Regions from separate parts of the Drosophila melanogaster genome. Here region 2 is linked to region 1. A link is a contact called in public Hi-C data. All regions are on one chromosome and are shown on one strand. The core of a region is the stretch at or near the end of the contact, and the rest is flanking DNA. Distances in the headings are between cores, read along the strand shown. Region 1 holds the start of T48 (Transcript 48). Region 2 holds the start of spz (spatzle).

The links. Hi-C and Micro-C count contacts between places; a contact is called where the count stands out from the background.
Region 2: a Hi-C map of the Kc167 cell line shows a contact between it and region 1, with 2.8 times the contacts expected there. A contact is called at or near these places in 4 of 107 Hi-C or Micro-C datasets (the Kc167 cell line, the S2 cell line, brain and 1 more).

The regions. Positions count from the first base shown.
Region 1 is chr3R:26,878,584-26,883,138 of dm6, forward strand. T48 (Transcript 48) reads left to right here and starts at 3,151. Exons shown (of 3, transcript NM_001276070.1): 1 at 3,151-3,480. ro (rough) reads right to left here and starts at 2,588. Exons shown (of 3, transcript NM_170294.1): 1 at 1,982-2,588. The coding sequence starts at 2,522. CG5500 reads left to right here. Exons shown (of 3, transcript NM_143254.3): 2 at 896-1,253; 3 at 1,502-1,876. The coding sequence starts at 1,011. The coding sequence ends at 1,762.
Region 2 is chr3R:27,067,969-27,072,324 of dm6, forward strand. It overlaps spz (spatzle), which reads right to left and starts at 2,102. Exons shown (of 6, transcript NM_001144644.2): 1 at 1,176-2,102. The coding sequence starts at 1,241.

The DNA.
Region 1 (4,555 bases), core at 1,901-4,400:
GCTTTGTGGGCGTTGTAATCTCTAGCTTTTGCTTGATTACCCCTAGTCCGGATGGCTCTGGAGGGGCTTAAGCTCTTCCCTGATCCTTGCCGAAGGTTTTTTTTTTTTTTTAAATCACGTGTGTAATTCGATAGCCAAGTGTCCTTTCGGACGGTTTGTTGTGGCTAAAAATGAGTCTTCCTCGCTTAACCCTCCTCGCTTGCTGTTTGTGTTTGCTTTTTTAGGTTTCCTGCCGAGCTCAATTACAATGCTAATTTTTTCAGACACTTGTTATTTTTTTGAGATTGACCAAAAGTTTGGCTTGTAAGTTAGTTAATTTAAAGATCAAGTACTTATAGTAACTACCAAGCTGGTTTAGCATTAAATATATCAACTGTTCTGAATCTAAAAAATGCTTGCATATGTAGAATACGTTTCTGCTCGTAGAAAAGGTTTCAAAGTGTCTTTAACTTTGATTTCTTGCTTACGAATGGCTAACCCATTCACCCTTAACCTGCGATCATTTTCATTAGCCGACGCATTTCCATGTTTCAATATCCCCTCAACCTCATCTCCGCACCTGGCCACCTTGGCCACCTCATCAGGAGCAAACGAAAAAGCCGCAAGTAAACGAAAACTTTCACGGCTCAATGCGTTTTAATTTTTTCTTGGCATTCGGTTATTTTTTTTCCTTGGCTAATTTCTTTGCATTTGGGGGTCAGCAGCAGCAGCAGCAGCAGCAGCTCATTGTGTGGCATTGCTTGGTTGCCCCACCTTAGTTTCGTTTATTTTTTTCCAACTGATTTTACATAATCCTGGCCAGCGCACTCGGTGCGAAGATGTGGGGGATATTCAATATTGCAGCACTGACGATTAATCAGTTTTTTTTTGCGTATCCGACTTTTTTTTTTTGCAGTTCCTGCGGAACCAAGTTCATCTGGGCTGCACCTGCGCAGGCGTGTGAAATGCTCATCACTTCCTCTGGGCCTTTTCAATCGTAACTTTCGAACTCTTTCGGGGATCGGGCGGAAATGTTGGCTCCCCTGGGCTTCAGCTGTCCGCGATGCTTGCTCCTGCGACGTGGCGCCGAGCGTTGGGCCTCACTGGCCCGCCAATTGTCGGGCAGCAGCTCCCAGGATGATGCCAGCAGCAAGGATGCGGCCGCCCAGGAGGCAGCAAGTGGCTGTCCGCCCAATAGCACAACGACGGGCACTGACACTCCCAAAGCCAAAGATAAAACCACCAAGGGAAGGAAGCGGCTCAGAAACATAGAGGTAATGTTGTAAGCTAGTTGTTATCATTGCTATTATAGGTTAAATATCAGTTGGTAAGATTGTAGTTCATTAGAAAGAAAGGATCATCGATCTAGTATTGTAACACAAAACTTAGTGTAGTTCTATGAACTTCTAAAACTATTGAGCAGTATTATCGAAGGATCCAATTGTTATCACAATACTGAAATAACTTTCTATCCTAAGAGGAAAGTGGCTCAAGAGATTGCATATTATATAATCGTTTGCAGATACCTCCCGAGCCCACCACCTGCTGCATGTCGGGCTGCGCCAACTGCGTTTGGCTGGACTACGCACAGACGCTGGCCAAGCTGCTGGGCGACAACGATGAGGAGGCGCGAGAGATTGTGCTGAGCAAGATCACCGACCCGAACCTGAAGATGTTCCTCAGCCTGGAGCTGCGCCAGATGGCTAAGCAGCGGGAGGAGAAGGCGGCGGCGGAGAAAGCAGCGAAGCAGGGAAAGCCAAAGAAATCCTCGCCCCCGCCGTAGTACAAATCCCCGCTCACCTAAATATCTAGTTAGGACCAAATTCGTAGTAGCTCAAATTTACTCTTGTACTTAGTGTGTAAGAACTAAGAAACCTCAAAATAAACATGTAAGAGTTAAGGTTCTGAAGAAGTTATTTTCGTAGTTCTAAAGATTCTGCATAGCTTTGCAAATATTCTACACATTGTTAGAAACCATTCTTTTTTAAATGTAAGTACTCACGAAATGCGGAAAAGCCGGCGCTGAAGTGCGGGTCACTTGGGAAGCCGGCTGGGAATGCGTGTGGCAGGACAGGATTCGCAGCTCCACCGGCGGCAATTGCTGGCGGCGGGCTCACGTAGCTGAGTTTCTGGTGCACCAGCTGCGGCGGATGATGGTGATGATGATGATGCTGCTGGTGCTGCTGGCTAGGATGCTGCGGATAGTCCTTGGCGTGACCATAGAAATCGTAGGCGGGATATGCGGCTAGCGAGGTGCGTTCATCGCTGATGGAAATGTCTGGCGAGGAGACGCTTCCTCCATCGCTGTGATAGGGCGTGTCACAGGGCGGCGGCTTGTGGGCGTGTGTTCCGACGTCGATTTCCCCATTTTCCGAGGAGCGCGTTTCCAAATGCCCGTACAGACGTTCGAAAAACTGTCGCGGCGACGAGGGACGTTGCGGCACGGATAGAATCGTAGTGTTCGCTATGGGATCTAAGCTGTCACTCCTTTTGATGCCCGGCGAGCCGTCGGGTGAGCCAATCTCAACTTTGTGACGTTGCATTTCGTTTGAGGATGTGCCGCGTTAGCTGTCCAAACTAATCACTTGGGTAATCGGCGAGCGACTGAAGTGCCACAAATAATTCTACTTCCGCTGGTCAAGCGACGCTTATCCTGACGTCGACGTCGGCAGAGGAACTGGGTGAAAAAAAAAAACAAAGCAAATTACGCGGCACATCAGAAAATTAACAGCAGCAGCGGGGGCGCCTAAAATGCTGCTTACTAATAATAATAATAAAAAAAAAGGACCCCCTTCCCACTAAACACCTGAAGTGTGGCCTGAAACCCGGTTTGATTGGCTGAAGTGCCGTGCAATTAACCCCTAATTTTACTTCCGGCCAAAGTTTCACTTAAGGGTGGCAAGCAGTGTGCCTAAATAAGCTCCGCCCACTCTTAAGCAAGCAGTACTCACGTCTTCATACAAGCAGTGTGTGCGTACAGTCCCTGGTTTAGCCAAGTTTCTTACCTCGCCAGTGCTTTGCGAGGACAACAACCTTAAGAGCGAGATCCCTAGAGGTGGGCAATCAGCATTTGCTTCTTCAATGTATTTCATGCATTTTTCAAACTACCATAAACGGTCCGTCTAAATGGCAAAAAGTCTATATAAGCAACCGAATCGCGCCACTATCTGTAATTTTACATAGCGCGCGCGAGGGATCGAATCAAATCGAATCGAGTCGAGTCGAGTTCGTGGATTATATCAGCATGGATAATGTGTTCCCAAAACTTCGGTGCGTAAACGTGTGCTGTTTTGGGAAAGAAGTATCGATGAAGTGATAGTGATCGAAAGAACGAAAACAAAAACAAACGATTACGGTTATGTTGCCAATCCGTCTGCGCTGCGCAACCGATTTGCACGTACCGTTAGTTCGCGCAGCTGTCGCAGCCACCGAAAGTGCCAATAAAGAATAATAACAATAAACAAAGACCAACAAGTGGTGACGAAAATAAGAAAAAAAAAGGTACATCCCTTCGATTTTGGCCAATTTCGATTTTGTTTATCGAATTCCCATATCCCCTCAAACACCACAAAATGGGAGCAGTGCAAAACAAATAAAACCAGAAAAATTGCAGCGACTTTTGTTTGTTGTTTTCTGTCCGGATATTAATTGAATGGCTTTTATTTGGCCCCGGCGTGCATTTGTGTTTGTTTCTCTGACGGCTCTGAGCTGCGTTTGAGCAATGCAAAAATATTTTGTTAAAACTCGTTTCGTTTCGTTTAGAGCTTATTTGGCTTAAGCCCGCGAGTGTGTGTTTTTCAGTCGCCGACTTTTTTCCATCCATCAATTTCGGTTTTTTGTTACACTGACATATGCAAATTTTTTGAACATTTTTCGTGCGTTTTATTTTTTTGAGCTCAATTTATAAATACCTTCTGGTTGCACAGAAAAATGAAATTCAGACATGAACCTCGACTTAAAAAGTAATCAAACTGGATTGGAATCAATTGCAAAACAATCATATTTAATGAATTACAAACAGTAACCTTAAATTTATACATCAATACATCACATCATTGTGCTGAAAGACCTTAAAATAAATTTGCAAATATTTAAGCATAGTGTTTTGAGTCTTTAGAATGTTTGTATATTTTTTGTCGTGTGTAGAGCCTCTTCGGCATTTCCTCCTCCAGGCGATGTTTAATAAAGCGAAACCCACATGTTGTTCATTCTGTTTTCCATCCAAAAACAAACGAAAAAAAACAATAACATCAGCCTTTTCATTTCCATTGACATTTATGAGCGGCGCTAAGGGTGCACGCTGCCTCTCGCTCGCACGCAGAACTTCCTGCCTCTGGCCATCCCGCTTGCACATGCAGAGGCGTGGGCGGAGGCATTCGCGAGGGGCTTATTGTGGGATTTCTTTTGATTCCCTAATTCCCACCGCGGGATTTCTCGTGGGCTCGTTTTCATTATCCTGCGCATGCGCAGCATATTACGGGAAAATTGTTATGGAAATGAACGCGGACTTTTATGTTTGATTGATAGAAATGTCGCGTACTTACCAATTAACAGCGCAACAACAACGACTAACAGC
Region 2 (4,356 bases), core at 852-3,351, 190 kb after region 1:
CCATAATTATGCAAATAGCTTGGCGATTTTAGAATTATCAGCACTTTTAGTGCTACTCTTTAAAATATTTCTATGTTATATATATATGTATATGCAGTGATATAAATAAGCCTTGATAATAGCCCCTAATCTCGTCAAGACTTTTTATTATGCTTAAATTCTTGAATAGAGTCCATGGAATCGTCAACAGAATTTACCCAAATTAAAATTGGGTCTCGACGAGCATGTAGAAAACCCGCTTTAAGGTGCCAACCCATCTGAACTTGATTGTCTGAGAACTTTTGCGATTTCTCGGAAATGTTTTTTCCCAATCAATTAGCAATCAACCTTTTTTTAAACGCGTTCATCAGTGTTTGGCGTAGACGCAACTAAGGCAAACATTGGATCGTTTTTCCATCACAGTTTTAGGTTTTCCGTGAACCTATTGGAATTTAGCTAGAACTGAAAACGATCTTTAGAACCGGTCCGCTGCGGAATTCGCGGAAAACCGGAAAGACAAAAGTTCTCGGGCGCTTTTCAAACGGATTTTCTAACATTCGACGCCATTAATACGAACTAATTGCTTTTCTCACAGAGATGATCATACAATTTGTCCGGCAGTAAATTACTTCCAAAGTCGTGTGCAGAATGTCTGGCATTGTTTGTGTCAATTAATATTATTGTAATGCCTATGATGTGCATTTATCATATAGAGAATGAAAATTGCACATAACCTGCCGCTGGCAATGCGAACAGGTTTTCTAGTCTGTGACTAAATTTAAACTTGAAACTGCCCTTCGGCTAATGGAACTGCTAGAACAACTATGGAAAATCTAAAATAAATCTTAATAGCTAAAAAGCCCATAGCCCGAAATATATTGCAATGAAATGACAGTTATGTTAAGCATAGATTAACACGGAACAGAAAAAAACAGAAATGCAGTCGAACTTTCATAACTGGAACAAGCGAGCACCTGTTTCAAATAAACAAAAAATCAAGTTCTGGAGTCTTAAGATCTTAAGTGCTTGTCTTAAGAAGACAAGGAGACTTTAACCTTTTATCAGATTAGATAGATTTGGAATAAATTATTGTTTCGACGCAAAGATCTTTAAATTTTAAAACTTTAACTTCTTTTGAAAGTTTCCCTTATGGAGGTTCGACTGTTTTGAAATTTGTAAAATTGTAAATTTCTCACCGTGGCAAAGAAGGCGAACAGCAGCAGCAGGACTTTGAACAGCGATATCCACATGGGCGTCATCATGCTCGATCTCGGGCTTAATCAATTGGATTTATAAATATATATAGATTCTGCGGACGGCGAACGTCTGCGTCGGGGATTAGTAATAGTATATAGCAGGTGATTGGCGGATCGGTGGCGTCTTATACCAATTTTCTTATTTCTACAACTTTGTTATTATAGCGCCGGCTGCTGTTGTTTTTTAGTGATCTGTGCGTTTTTTTCTTTTTATGGGCTTTGCGTATATAAAAAATAAACAAACTGGCACGACTAAATGTTAATGCCGGGCCTTTATACTGGTAGCTGGTGTTACTGTTGCCTCTTATTTATTTATAAATATTTTGTGCGGTGGCTCTGTGTGATATGTTGGCTATTCCGTTTTGTTTGTTTCCTTTGCACGTTTGCGAGACACACAGACAGACACTTCAATTAGTCGGTTTGCTTTTCACTTTAGTTTCGCTCTCGCCGCTTTAGTGGAACCGTTTTCGGATCGGTTCGATTTGGTTGCTCTGATGAAATGCCGCGATATTGATATCGTTTATAACCGATTTGGCTTGCAACTGGGCAATGGGCTATCCAAGTAGCTGATCGCAGGATATGTGAGTCTTCAACTTTTCGGCTCTGTGCGCCGTCTTTGAGTGACACGAAAAGCTCGAGATGAATGCGCTTTTATGGACCTCAAGCCCGATACCATCTGCCACCGATCTTAAGTGTTTATAGCGACGCGCGCTGGGATTTTCCGGTCAGATCGAGAGTTTCACCATATCTCCCGGGCATGCAGAGTGTTAAGCATTAACCAAGTTCGATTTCGACTGCGATTTCGATTTGGATTTCTCGCGATCGAGAACACACGACAGCGAGAGCGCACGTCTGGGAGGCAACTGAAAATGAAAAGTGGAGCCCAGAGGCCGCCGACTCGACTCGTCTGCTCCCCCAAACAATTGCTCAGTGCTTAAGTGCAGCTTTAAGCTAGCTTGCGAGAGTGTGAGCGGGAGCGGGCGCTGTGCGCGAGCGAGACGCCGCCGGTCAGAGGCGGTGGAAGCGGGATGGGTAGTGAGCGCGAGGGTCGTGCGAGGGAGCGGGACGTCTGGGCGAGCGGACCGCGATTTTATCACAGCTGACTCCGAGCAGTGCTACTAATTGCGCCTGCTTCACGAAAAACTTTACCAGTCGGAATTATCTGAATCATATTACACTTGGAGAAAAGTAAGTGCACATCAAACTAACACTATAATGACTAACGTTTTTAATTACATCTGTTGTTAAACCAAATACAAATCACTGGAGCTTTAAGAAGAATATCAAACCCTCAATTGTACTATTTTAACACATAAGTTAAAAACATACTTTCAAAAACTAATTCCATACAAACATTTTATTCATTCTAATCAGCATAGTTGCCATAAAGCTTTGCATAAAATGTACATATCGTTTGAGTGGCATTTGACACCAAAAATTAACTTCGTTATCGCAAAATTTTTTAAAACAAATATTACGAAAAAGTTAGAGCAGCCACAGAGTAATGTTTGGATGCCTCGAAGTCAGAGCTTTGTTATCTGCGGAAGTCAATCAAAGCTGCATTTTGGATGATTAAGTTTCCGTTTGAAATAATGAATACTGTACTTAATAAACACTTATGTACAAATTTGCCCTTTTCGTCGACCCATTTTAGTAATTAACTATTATCTGTCCGCTTGTTATTGAACATACGCGATTAGAGATTTATTGCTTTTTTATTAGGTATACTTAAAGAAGCAGCGATTGAATTATCACTTTTATTTAAATCCAGAAAGAAAACAAGTTTATAGGTAGCCCGAAAATATAGAAATTTCCCCGAGCTGAAAATAACCAAACTTTGTGGCAAGTGGGTGGTTGATTACCACCTTCTCTATCGGGCTAAACCCATGTTAGCCAAGTGTAGGGCTTCTCACAGTCGGTCAAGTTGACCTGTGAGAAGGTGCCGGCCAGCACTTGTTGCTGCTGAAAGTAAAAGTGGTGCCGGGCCAAAGCTCGGCATCAAAGCTCGCGGAGCACAACTGCTCTGCTCTCGGCACCACCACCAATGAAACTATCCCCACGTTGGAGCCCATCTAATATTTCTAACACATTTGATATTCCGAACGGGTGCCGCAAACGCCAGTTCCGTTGGCGCACGCGTCATGGGAGCCGCAGATCCGAATCGCTTAAATTAGCCCGCCAGTCGCCGCCTTGGAGCGTGCTGAGGCGCTTGGGAAAGATGGTGACTCAATTGGTATTTCCGAGAACGGCGGACAAAAAACCGCATCTTTAAGTCGCACACTGCAAGTAATCGCCATGTAAACGGCATCTGACGCAGTCGTGCCTGAATGGATCTACCTTGTGTGCTTATGTTTATGGCCCAAAGTGGATGTCGTTCGCCATGGAAAAACGGGAACTTCTTAGCAGAATGCATTTTACTTGGCCATATCTACTCATAGCATAGCCTTTCCCCCGAATTATGCACCAATGACTGAGTTGAGGCCATTTCGTAGAAACATCAGCTGCACTGTTGATTCATAAGAATTTCTTTATCAATTAGTACGTAATAAAATGCAATGAAGGGGGGCTGTGTAAGTAGATAACTAAATTGCATGATGATGCAATTTTGTATTATTGTAATGCCCATACATATCTGTTCTAAACAATCTAAAATTCTCAGAAATCAATTAAATCCTCAACTGAACAAACCATTTCAATATATTACGATTGCATCAAACTTGTTTAAATCTACTTGCATACTTTAGGGATCTATTAAGCTTGTGGTGCATATATTTAGGAGGTTTCCAAATTGTATTTTTATGAGCTAAGTTAATGTATATAATTTCAGCTTCCACTATCCTAAATGTTAATTTGAAATCCATTTAGCAGTAAAATTTTAAGTTAGCACCGCCTTAACTAACTTCATTAATTACTTTCAGCGAAACGGCTAAAGTTACAACTTATTAGTAAACATTGAATCATACGTTTGTCTGAGAATTGATACATTGGAAAAGGTCAAGACTTTTCACAATGTCTTGCAATAGTTGTAGTATGATTAACTTTGTAAAGCTTTGAATACCTGTTAATATGTGCGTAGATTAGCTTTAATGAGCAAATATACTTCCTCTTTTAATTTTAATCA